Regions from separate parts of the Macaca mulatta genome. Here region 1 is linked to region 2. Evidence: chromatin contacts called from public Hi-C data. All regions are on one chromosome and are shown on one strand. Each heading gives the region's core, a stretch centred on a gene start, on an enhancer-like site or on the middle of the called end of the contact. The rest is flanking DNA. Distances are from core to core; before and after follow the strand shown.

Evidence for each region. Hi-C and Micro-C count contacts between places; a contact is called where the count stands out from the background.
Region 1: a Hi-C map of fetal cortex germinal zone shows a contact between it and region 2, with 2.4 times the contacts expected there. The contact joins the promoter of PRPF39 here to the promoter of TOGARAM1 in region 2. A contact is called at or near these places in 3 of 14 Hi-C or Micro-C datasets (blood, fetal cortex germinal zone and liver).

The regions. Positions count from the first base shown.
Region 1 is chr7:118,417,267-118,423,102 of T2T-MMU8v2.0, forward strand. PRPF39 (pre-mRNA processing factor 39) reads left to right here and starts at 2,946. Exons shown (of 16, transcript XM_077940961.1): 1 at 2,946-3,077.
Region 2 is chr7:118,294,358-118,300,479 of T2T-MMU8v2.0, forward strand. It overlaps TOGARAM1 (TOG array regulator of axonemal microtubules 1), which reads left to right and starts at 1,663. Exons shown (of 18, transcript XM_077940950.1): 1 at 1,663-3,940. The coding sequence starts at 1,895. KLHL28 (kelch like family member 28) reads right to left here and starts at 1,348. Exons shown (of 5, transcript NM_001261270.1): 1 at 1,319-1,348.

The sequences.
Region 1 (5,836 bases), core at 1,696-4,195, 120 kb after region 2:
CTCTTATATCAATTAGGACCCAAAAGGAAATAGATGGCAAATCAAAACTGGCATAATTTGGGAAGTGGTTAATAAGGGAGTATTTATAAAGGCAGGGCTTAGGGAAACCTGGAACCTAGAATGAAGTTATATGAAGAGGGTTACCTGGATCAGAGCTGAGATCACCCACATGGAGGGAGCTGGAGGAATAAATACCGTGACCTCACTCCTCAATTCCATTCTGCCAGGACTTTCTCTTGGCCATACTCAACCAGAAACCAGGAAGCAAGAGAACTTATCGATATGGTCTATAAGGGTCAATCTCCAAAGAATGGAGCAGGGTGGATAAGGACAGACAGTTGATCTGGAGGGGCAAATGGAAGAAATACATGAATAAATGATATCATTTCCCATTGGTCTGACTTCTTTGTTCTGTTTCTGAGATCACATGACTTTAAATATTGTTTTTTTTAGAACCCACTACCCTCTAAACTACAGTATTTGGTATAATATCTTTTTTCTTCCCAAAGCTTATAATTGTGATACACAATTTCTAAAAAGTCAACTAAGGCTAAATCAATTTTTTTTGTTGTTTTTTGTTTTTGTTTTGAGATGGAGTCTCACTCTGTCTCCGGGGCTGGAGTGTAGTGCCACGATCTTGGCTCACTGCAACCTCTGCCTCCCAGGTTCAATTGATTCTCCTGCCTCAGCCTCCTGAGTAGATGGGATTACAGGCGTGCGCCACCATACCCAGCTAATTTTTGTATTTTTAGTAGAGATGGGGTTTCACCACGTTGGTCAGGCTGGTCTCGAACTGCTGACCTCCTGATCTGCCTGCCTCGGCCTCCCAAAGTGCTGAGATTACAGGCATGAGCCACTGCATCCTGCCAGCTAAATCAGTTTTTAAGATAATGTATGTTTCTAGCAGTGGGGATCACATTTCAGGCCAAGAGAAGACCCCACTTAAAGGTTTTGACACATAAAAGGGCTGTGGGAACAGTAGGTTCTGTGGAGTTACCGGGAGGCAGAAATAGTGAGAAGCCTGGCATGATTATGAAAACACTATTTGCCATTCTAAAAGTTTAGGATTTCTTTAAAAAAAAAAAAAACAAACAAAAAAAAAACCGTGGAGGAGGAAACCAGTGGAGGTTTTTAGGCAGGGGAGTGAGAGCAATAGCACTGGCTTGAAAGGTAGAATGTAAAAACTAGATAAAGGAAAACAATGAATCCACAGTGAATAAAGTTGAAGATGCAAGTAGATTTTTACAAAATGGCTATTTGAGTGAATGACATCTCAGAGATAATCTTATTTACTGATAAAGAAGTTGAGGCCACTTTAGAAAGACCAAAGAAAAGGAGTGAAGGTCATGCCAAACAGTCACTGTGTAACAGTGCCAGCAGCAAACTCCAGTCTGTCTTCCCAACGCACCACTCCCTTGACTATTCTTCCCATAGTAAACATTTAAAAGCTGCTGTTTAAACCTGTTAAAAAAAACAAAAACAAAAACAAAAACATGGCCACACTGTCAGAGAATCCAAAAAAAGGTAGCTTGGAGAGTAGAAGAGGCAAATGCAAAAGGAAAGCTACTACTTGGTACTACTAGGTGCAGTGTGATGCAAGTAAAAGGTAGAAAAAAAGATCTAATTTGGTATTTGGAAGTAAAGGTGCTGGTGAGAGGATTTATGATTAACCAGCGTTGTAACAAGAAACATCATCTTGTAAATAATTATTTGCAGAGGCGACAGATTCCAGATGAGGAACTTGGAGCCCAGTAGTAATAATATTGCACCTTGAACAAGAGATTAAATGGTAAGTGATGGGTGAATGCAGGGGCACAATTGTAACAGAATCTTAAAGGGAGAGAGGCCAGATTGGAAAGAAGTTTGTTTTTTGTTAAAGTGGAGATGGCGGTACAACTGAAGAGGACTGCTAAGATTGTCAACGCACAGTCCCCCTCAATTTATCCAGAGGATAACGTATCCCTTTTTATATATATATATATATATATATATATATATTTTTTTTTTTTTTTTGCTTGGCCAACTTTAGTCAGGTTTCTGAATCTTCTGCTAGGCTCTTCTGTACACTTTCTTTGTAAAATCCAGTTTAAGCAAAGAACTTTGCTAAGTCAGATTAGCAATAAACCCCTATCCTTGATAGCTGATCATCCTCATTATCTGATCAGGTTCTTCAGTCTCCACCATCCCCCAGGTGATGCCTCATCATCTTGGCCTGTCTTCAGCAAAAATCCTATTAGGTGGGTTTAGCCAAAATCCCCCTTACCCTGATGTTTCCTCTTAGTAATTTTCCATTCACTTACCTCTGCTCCTTGGTTATAAATCTCCACTTGCCCATGCTGTATGGGGAGTTGAGCCCAATATCTCTTTCCCCACTGCGAGTCTCCGTTGCAGTCAGTGGTCCCCATACCTATTGCTTTGGTCCTGAATAAAGTCCTCCTTTTTGTGCTTTAACAAGTGTCACTAAATACTTTTTTCTTTAACAATAGCCCGTTCTCCAAACCCCTAAGTCCACGATTGTTTAGTTTTCAGGAAACCTGAGTGAGCCCAAGGTCCATAGCATCGTGAGATTTGTGGGTTTAAGGCTGAATTTCTGTCCGTTTTTAGGTAAATGTTTTAGTGTGAAAGCTTGAACAATTGTTGGGAAAGCCTTAGATTTGACCCCCAAAATGACATTTTGCCGTTTTTGGAGGGGAGGGGTCACGGCGCTGTGTTTAAGATCAGGCGAGTGAAAGGCCCTAAACACCCTTCTTTCCTTTGGGAAGAAGTCTCTATGGAGGGAAAAGCAGGTAGGAGCAGCGGTCCCCGCCCTCGCTGGCGGTGGGGCGGGGCTGCGTGGGCGGGGCTGGGGCCGCAGGGGCAGCCAGGATCCCTGGGAGGGCCAGGCCTGCGCGCTGCGAACCCACGTGACTTTTTCGCCTCCCGAGACACCGACGCATGCGCATCGTGCCCTGGACCAGGCGACCGTGGCGCGGGTGGCGGCTGCTGTGGTGGCTGTGGGGACGGAGGCGGTGAAGTGCCATCTTCGGCTAGGTCGTCACAGTCTTCGGCTCATGGCATCGAGTAGCATCCATTATAAGGTCTGCTGGGGCGGGTTCCTTGAAATTAGCTGGGGGCGGAGGGTGGTACTTGGGACTGAAAAGGGCCTGCCCGGTTTCAGGCCGCGCTGTGGCCGCGGCCTCCCTCTCCCGCCCTGTTTGAGGCCTGGCTCGGACTCAGCGGCCAGTTGTCCATTCCTTTCTCCTTCCCACCTGTTGGGTGGAGCGGTGCAAGGTATTTTTTTCTTAGACCAAACGTTTCACTTGAGGGCTGCATTAGGTAGGGTGGGGAAGTGTGGGCCTCCTTCGCCTGGATTTAGGAAGATATTTGCGGGTAATTCTAAAGCCCTTGCTTCCCCCGGAGCTGGAACACAGCTGGGATGGCTGGAAGTGGAAGGAGCACATTCGCAGCCGCCAGAGGATTGGGAAGATAATATACGTTCTATTACTAAGGCATGTGAGCGCCTTGTAGGGCACGTTCTGCCTTCTAACTACATAAGCAACACTTTTGCGACCCTAAGTCACAGCACCCAAAGCTTTTGGCAGGATACTTTAGAACAGAGAAAACAGACATCAGAGATCCTGGTAGGATTTTTTCAGGGAATCTGCTTAAGAATATTTAACTTTGGTGATCAGAGACCACCACTGGTGTTTTTCTCCAAAATCACATCTTTAAGTTAATTAATTCTTGAAGTTAATAAATAATACTGCTCAGTATATTAGTGATGATGCCATAATACCATGTAAATTTATGCCGATTCAAATATTATTTTTTTCGTTTGATATTCATATGGCCTTCTGTTTGAGGACTTCAGATTATTTAGCAACTGATTTAATCTGTTCAGAAATAAACTTTGCTACAGCTGGAAAGCGTGAGGTTTGAGAAATCAAATTTCGGACAGGGAAGTATGAAACTCGTGTTGGAACTTAAGTGTTTTAGGCTCTATGGGAGCTTGAATGGAGTGAAAAGAACAAGCGTTTACTGTCAGGTTTTCCTCCTCCCTCTAGATTTATAACCTCATTCTGGAGTTGCAAAAGTTGGAACTTTCCACTGTTCACTGTCTAGCAGGGATAAAGTGATGGAAGGGAGTTCTGTTAAAGAAGACTAGTATTTAGATTGTGAACTCTGAAGTAGGAGTTGAGCATAGATGGCTAATAGGTGGTTATGAGTCACTATTTGTTTAAAGTCTCAGTATTTTTACTTGTGTATCTTGAATAAGAAGATGTTTAAAAGTCAAATGATAAAAATTGTATGTGCTGTTTTCGTGGTATGTTTTAACAAATCTTCATGGAAGATAGGACTTTAAAAAAATTTAAAAATAGCCAAAAGAGGAAGAAAGTAGTATAGTTCCAGCCAAATGGTACGTTTTCCAAAAAGCCGAAGATGGTGTAGACATTTATGTAAATGCATATACAAAATCTACTTTCTAGAACACAGTGTTTAATATGTCGAGACCTTAAAAAGTCAGCCTATGACTACTTAGCCCCTGAAAACAGCTGCCAAGACCAGATAGTCTCTTTTCTTCTTACATCCCACATCTCCATATTCCCTTATTTGTGGATGAGATTTGTGTAGCAAAGCTACTTGTTTTGCTCTACCCAAAACTCCTTTCAGTCTTTAGTGATGACTTCGGATTTTTATGTATTGCTCTGTTTATGAAAAAGAATAGTCAATGGTATAATTTTTAAGTACCTCTACAGGAATAAGAAGCATACAGAGAATAAAAAAAATAAGGTATTAGGTCAAAAGACGGCGTTTCACTCTTGTTGCCCAAGCTGGAGCACGATGGCGTGATCGGCTCACTGCCACCTCCGCCTCCTGGGTTCAGGTGATTCTCCTGCCTCAGGCTGCGATTACAGATGCGCGCCACCACGCCCGTTTGATTTTTTATAGTTTTAGTAGAAATGGGATTTCACCATGTTAGCCAGGCTCGTCTCGAACTCCTGACTTCAGGTGATCTGCCTGCCTCGGCCTCCCAAAGTGCTGGGATTACAGGCATGAGCCACCATGCTCGGCCCAAATGTCCCATTTTTAATTAAGTGTTGGTAATTGAAGTCATCCTCCAAAAGACCTTTTAAATTTTAAGATTGCATAATTGTCACTGAAATATTTAATGTATGTCATAACTATACTAAAAGTGAAAGGTATGATAAATGTATTTTTTTATATATTGCATATTCTCTCTATATTATGTTTCATTTTATACTCGTGTCCTTTGTGCCTATCATATGATTTTATAGTAAATTGTAAAAATAATAATAATAAATATATAATAATATAATAAAGTGAAAAGGAATCGACTGGTTTGGTGAGTTGAAAAAGGGAAGACTTTTATTAGTCTGGGGGAACAGCTTGTGTCAAGGCTCAGAAAGGAAGAATCTAAGGGGCTCTGGGAATGGCAATGAGGAGGAGTATTGTAAGATTAATATTTTTGGGAAGTTAAGTTGGGACTAGATCATTCAGAGATATTGTGCTGTTACACAGCAAGTATTATTTTAGGTTCTAGGGGGACAGCAGTGAACAAAACTGACAAGGCCTCATTGTCATTTAATTTTTTTTTTGCTTTTACTCCTGTTGAGCTGTGATCAGGGAATTTAATATTCTAGTAATACTAGTTTGCAGTAGTGCAGCAGTGTTTCTCAATTTTTTTTTTTCCTGCAACCCACAATAAGATGTATATGGACATCACTAACTCAATAAACAGTTCACTTGTGTGTACTTCAACATTATGCCCTTAAGGTGTGCATGCACTCTGTCATATATATTTTTCTACATTTACAAAATGAGAAGCTGGTTTGAA
Region 2 (6,122 bases), core at 413-2,912:
CTGTCCCTAAAATGAAACATGTTAGCCAAACCTAATTTAGGCAGATTCATTTAAACACGAAAATGGCTTATTAAAACCCAAGTAACAGCCTAGAATTTAAACCAAAACATAGGATGTATATTTACACAGCCTCATTTATATTGTCTATTCCCCATCCCCACCCCCCCAAAAAAACAAAACAAAACTGATATTCAAATCGTAATTTAAGGCAAAAATTCAGAAATTATTTTTGCGCTTGCAACAGCTGGGAGCATTATTTATAAAGCTGTTTAGCATATGTGACTCAATTATCCCAAGACTTTAAAAAGTATTTAAGAGAAATCCCACCTGGTACAGAGAAGGGTAGGAATACTTGCATTTGAAGTGCATAAATTTGGGTCTTCAAATGATAACTTAGACTTTTCGCACGAGTCATTCAAAAGTAATTGTATTAATACTCCTTCAAAAAAAAATCTCTCTTCCACACTCCAAAGCATTCAGGCTCACACTAGATACGCCAGCTCCTCCACTGTGTTCGTTTAAGTATCATTTATGATAAGGAGAAAATGCACACAAAATTCTCAGTTCGCCTAAAATAAATAAATGTCTACTATTATTCCTAAATCCACAGGGCAGAATTCTCTTAGAACCGTGATGCCAAGAACTTCCACCGCAAGTGAAATTGTCTTCGCAATCTCTATCTCTAGGAGACTGAAAGGCCGCAGAGATGCTTGAGGATCCTGCAGGGAGGCTAGGGCGGCAGACGGAGGGGGCGGAGGGAAGGGGAGAGTCCCACAGAGGAACTGCATTAGAAGGAAAGACTTTGATAACGTCTAAGGGAGAGGCGGTTAGCTACAGGGGGAAAAAAAAAAAAAAAAAAAGACCTATTTCCAGATTATGTACGTTGTAAAGAAAACGCAAAGTGATGAGGGTAAGGAAACGTGGTCAAAAACAAACAAACAAAAAACAAACAAACAAACAAAAATTAACCCTCTACGGCCGGAGGGTTAAGAGAAGTCGACAAAAGGAGAAAGGGGAGGAGGGCGGGGGCGAAAAAAGGCCCCAAAGACCAGGAATTGAAAAAAAGTACCCGATTTGTGAGCTTGGCCGTGGTCCGGATCTTCTGTCCTGATAAGCAGATGGCAAGAGGAAAGGATCACAGTTACTCAGGGTGGCAGAGAGTAACGCGTTTACAAGGGTAACCAGCCCTGCACAAGAAGATGTCGTCTCTCTTTCCACCTGCTCCGCTCAGTCCTTTGCCTCTTACTCTAGCACCAGTGGCATTCAGGCAAAACACTGCCAAAGTCTGCACCGCTGGAGGACAGCAAAAGGAAAATACCTGAGTCCCAGTAATCACACGGGAAGCGACAGGAGGAGGAGCCGCGGACAACTGGAGCCTGGGCTGGATCCTCACTAGCTCCGGTCAAACCCCAACTCTTACGGGTGGGGCGGGCAACTTCCGCCCAGAGCAAGGAAAGCGTCACATCCGTCTAATGTCTTCACCCCTCCTCCCTTCTCCGCTCTAGCTACGTTTGCAACGTTCTGACTTCCTCTTCCAGGAGACTTTGGCCTAGTCTCAACACCTGACGTGGACTACATAACCCAGCATTCATCACGGCAAGTGGATTTCCGGGTCAAGAGGTCCGCGCTGGGTACATCACCATGGAAGCAATCGGTTTGGTCACGTGGTGCCCTTGGTTACGCCCGGTGGCAGCTGTGGGGTCTACGGCTCAGACGGGGGCCATTTTGCCAGAGGCTGCCTCCCGGAGTTGGGGGCGGCCTGGCGGCGGGCTGAAGCTGTTCTTTTTCCTCTTCTGCAGCTTGGGGCTTGGAGAGGATCTGGAAGTCCGGGCTCCATCGAGCCCTTCGGAGACGGCAATGATTTCTTCCAACCACCGCCACCTGACGACCCTGCATGGCGGCTGCGCCCTCCGCTCTGCTTCTGCTGCCGCCCTTTCCAGTCCTCTCTGCCTATCGGCTCCAGAGCCGCAGTCGTCCTTCCGCCCCAGAGACTGATGATAGTGGAGTTGGGGGCATTATGAGAGGAGAGAAAAACTACTACTGCCGTGGAGCTGCGGGGGACCACGGTTCCTGCCCCACTACAACTTCGCCTCTGGCCTCGGCCCTCTTGATGCCCTCGGAGGCAGTCTCAAGCAGCTGGTCTGATTCTGGAGGCGGTTTGTCAGGGGGAGATGAAGAGGAGACTCGGCTCCTTCAACTCCTCCGCACCGCGCCGGATCCTTCTGAGGCCTTTCAGGCTTTGCAAGCTGCTTTGCCGCGGCGGGGCGGTCGACTTGGCTTCCCCCGACGCAAGGAAGCTTTGTATCGGGCACTGGGCCGAGTGCTTGTGGAAGGAGGTAGTGATGAGAAGCGGCTCTGCTTGCAACTTCTCTCAGACGTTCTCCGGGGTCAGGGGGAGGCAGGCCAGCTGGAAGAGGCCTTTAGCTTAGCACTTTTGCCTCAACTAGTTGTCTCGTTACGGGAAGAGAATCCAGCCCTGCGGAAAGATGCGCTGCAGATCCTGCATATATGTCTGAAACGTAGTTCTGGAGAGGTGCTGAGAACGCTTATACAGCAAGGACTGGAAAGTACCGATGCCCGACTTAGAGCGTCCACAGCACTACTGCTTCCCATCTTGCTTACTACTGAGGACTTGTTGCTTGGTCTGGATCTCACCGAGGTGATAATATCCCTAGCCCGAAAGCTTGGTGATCAGGAGACAGAAGAAGAATCTGAGACAGCTTTCTCCGCCCTTCAACAAATTGGGGAGCGACTTGGCCAAGACAGGTTTCAATCGTATATTTCTCGTCTCCCCTCTGCCCTGAGGAGACACTACAATCGCCGCCTGGAGTCCCAGTTTGGAAGTCAAGTTCCTTATTATTTGGAACTGGAAGCCTCTGGATTTCCTGAAGATCCCCTTCCATGTGCAGTGACTCTTTCCAACAGCAATCTTAAATTTGGGATTATTCCTCAGGAGCTGCATTCACGATTATTGGATCAGGAAGACTATAAGAACCGAACCCAGGCCGTCGAAGAACTAAAGCAGGTGCTGGGAAAATTTAACCCTAGTTCTACTCCTCATTCTAGTCTTGTTGGCTTCATTAGTTTGCTATATAATTTATTAGACGATTCTAACTTCAAAGTGGTTCATGGCACACTTCAAGTCCTGCATTTACTGGTTATTCGCCTTGGAGAGCAGGTACAGCAGTTCTTGGGACCAGTTATAGCAGCTTCTGTCAAAGTACTGGCAGACAACAAGTTGGTGATCAAACAAGAATACATGAAAATCTTCCTCAAGCTAATGAAGGAAGTAGGACCTCAGCAGGTGCTTTGTTTACTCCTGGAACATCTCAAACATAAGCATTCCAGAGTGAGAGAGGAGGTGGTGAACATTTGCATCTGCTCCCTGCTGACCTATCCTAGTGAGGATTTTGACTTGCCCAAACTGTCCTTTGATCTTGCCCCAGCTCTTGTAGATAGCAAACGCAGGGTACGCCAAGCAGCTTTAGAAGCTTTTGCCGTATTGGCATCATCAATGGGCTCAGGTAAAACCAGCATCCTTTTTAAAGCTGTGGATACTGTTGAACTGCAAGATAATGGAGATGGAGTGATGAATGCTGTGCAGGCCAGATTGGCTAGGAAAACCTTACCAAGGCTAACAGAGCAGGGATTTGTGGAATATGCAGTACTGATGCCATCTTCTGCCGGGGGTAGATCAAACCATTTGGCACATGGAGCAGATACGGACTGGCTTTTGGCTGGTAACAGAACTCAGAGTGCACACTGTCACTGTGGTGACCACGTAAGGGATAGCATGCAAATTTATGGATCTTACAGTCCAACTATTTGTACCCGAAGGGTATTAAGTGCAGGAAAAGGAAAAAATAAATTACCGTGGGAAAATGAGCAGCCTGGAATCATGGGAGAAAACCAGACCTCCACTTCCAAGGATGTAGAGCAGGTATGCTTCTCTAATTTTCTTGAGTCGAAAGTGTGAAGAATTTAAATGAAAATATGCCTGCGATGACTGAAGGGTGAGTCTGCTTGAGGGAAACATGTTATGCTTTGTTTTAAATCAATTTTAAATCCACTGAATGTTGATGTGGGTACTCATTATAATGGTACAGATCAAAAAGGACCATTTAATAGGCTTCCTGCTTGATAGATTTAATTAAGTTTGAGACATGTGATATAGACAATACCTAGATTCAGTTTGAGTTTGTTACTGTGGCATGTCAGTTTATCTCATCATACAACAAACATTGAATACCTAGTAGGTGCCAGATAAAGAGCTAAATTCTGGGAATGAAGATGAGGCCAGTTTCACACAGTTTAGGAAAAAGGTCAGACCTAGGAATTAGCAAGTAACAAATTCGCTAAGTGCTAAAGTAGAAATACAAAGACTGCAGGAATACTGAAGATAGAAAAAATAATTCCACTAGAAAAGTAAAAAAAAAAAAAAAAAAAAAAAAGCATCCGCAGAAGATATGACATTTGAACTGAGATTTTACCCCCGAAGCTTTTATTTAAAAAATTCCAAATCTATAGGTAAGAGTACAATGAATACCCATATACTTCATCTGTATTTACCAGATGTAACATCTTGACGTATTTCCTCCATATTTGCTGAACCATTTGAAAGTAAATTGTGGATATCTTGAGATTTCACTCCTAAATATCTCAGCATATATCTCCTAGGAATGACATTCTCCTTTATATCCATAAATCATTATTGCACCTCAGACTATCAGTAGTAATTCAGTAATATGTAGCAGACAGCCTGTAATTAAATTTCCCCAATTGTCTCCAAAAGTGTTTTATATTTCTTGTTTTACTTTTATCATCCAGGATCTAGTCAAGGTTCATGTGGTTAATGTTCCTTGTAATTTTATCTAGAATAATATCCTGCTTGTTGTTTGTTTCTTTGTTTTTTCATGGCTTTGGCCTTTTATAAAAAGAGTTTGGGGTAGTTTTGTAGAATGTCCCTAGTTTTAAATTTATATGTTTACTTGATTAGATTCAAAATAAATATTTTTAGGAAAATATTACATAGGAGATACGTATATATGAAGGAGAAGCTAAGTAGTGTGAACTTCACAGTACATTACATTATGAGGCAAATGATATCAGGTTGTCCCATCACTGGTGATGCTTAATTTTTTGGATAATGCTTAATGTTTGGATAAGGTGGTAATAGCCAGATCTCTCCATTGTAAAGGTACATTTTCCTCTTTAGAATTAGCATATAATCTTAGAATTAGTATATAGAATTAGCATATAGCATAATAGTAAAATGATACTTGGAGACCGTAAGAATACCCCAACAACTTTTCACCCACTGTGTTTAGCATCCATCAATGGTCTTTATCTGTATTATTTATTATACTGGGGACTTACAAATTGTAATTTTGTTTTTGTTTTTGTTTGAGATGGAGTCTCTCAGCTCATTGCAACTTCTGTCTCCCGGGGTCAAACGATTCTCCCACCTCAGCCTCCTGAGTAGCTGGGATTACAGGCGCCCACTGCCATGCCCAGCTAATTTTTGTATTTTTAGTAGAGACAGGGTTTCACCATGTTGGCCAGACCTGTCTCAAACTCCTGACCTTGTGATCCACCCCCCTCAGCCTCCCAAAGTGCTGGGATTACAGGCCTGAGCCACCGCACCCAGCCCAAATTGTAATTTTTAAATTACAAAGGCTGGGCAGGGTGGTTCACACCTGTAATGCCAGCACTTTGGGAGGCCGAGGCAGGCAGATCACCTGAGGTCAGGAGTTCGAGACCAGCCTGGCCAACATGGTGAAACCCCCATCTCTACTAAAAATACAAAAATTAGCTCGGTGTGGTGGTACACACCTGTAATCCCAGCTACTCGGGAGGCTGAGGCAAAAGAATCACTTGAACCCAGGAAGCTGAGGTTTCAGTGAGCTGAGATCGCACCACTGCACCCCAGCCTAGGCAACAGAGGGAGACTCTGTCTCAAAAATAATAATAATAATAATAACAAATTAATTACAAAAAGAGTAATTTAAAAACATTGTAACATTTCTTCTCTATCTGCAATTCTTTTTTTTCTTATATGTGTAATAATTATGTATTATTTTTTGTTACTAAATTTTTTTTAACTTTTTTGTGCTAAAAGTGTC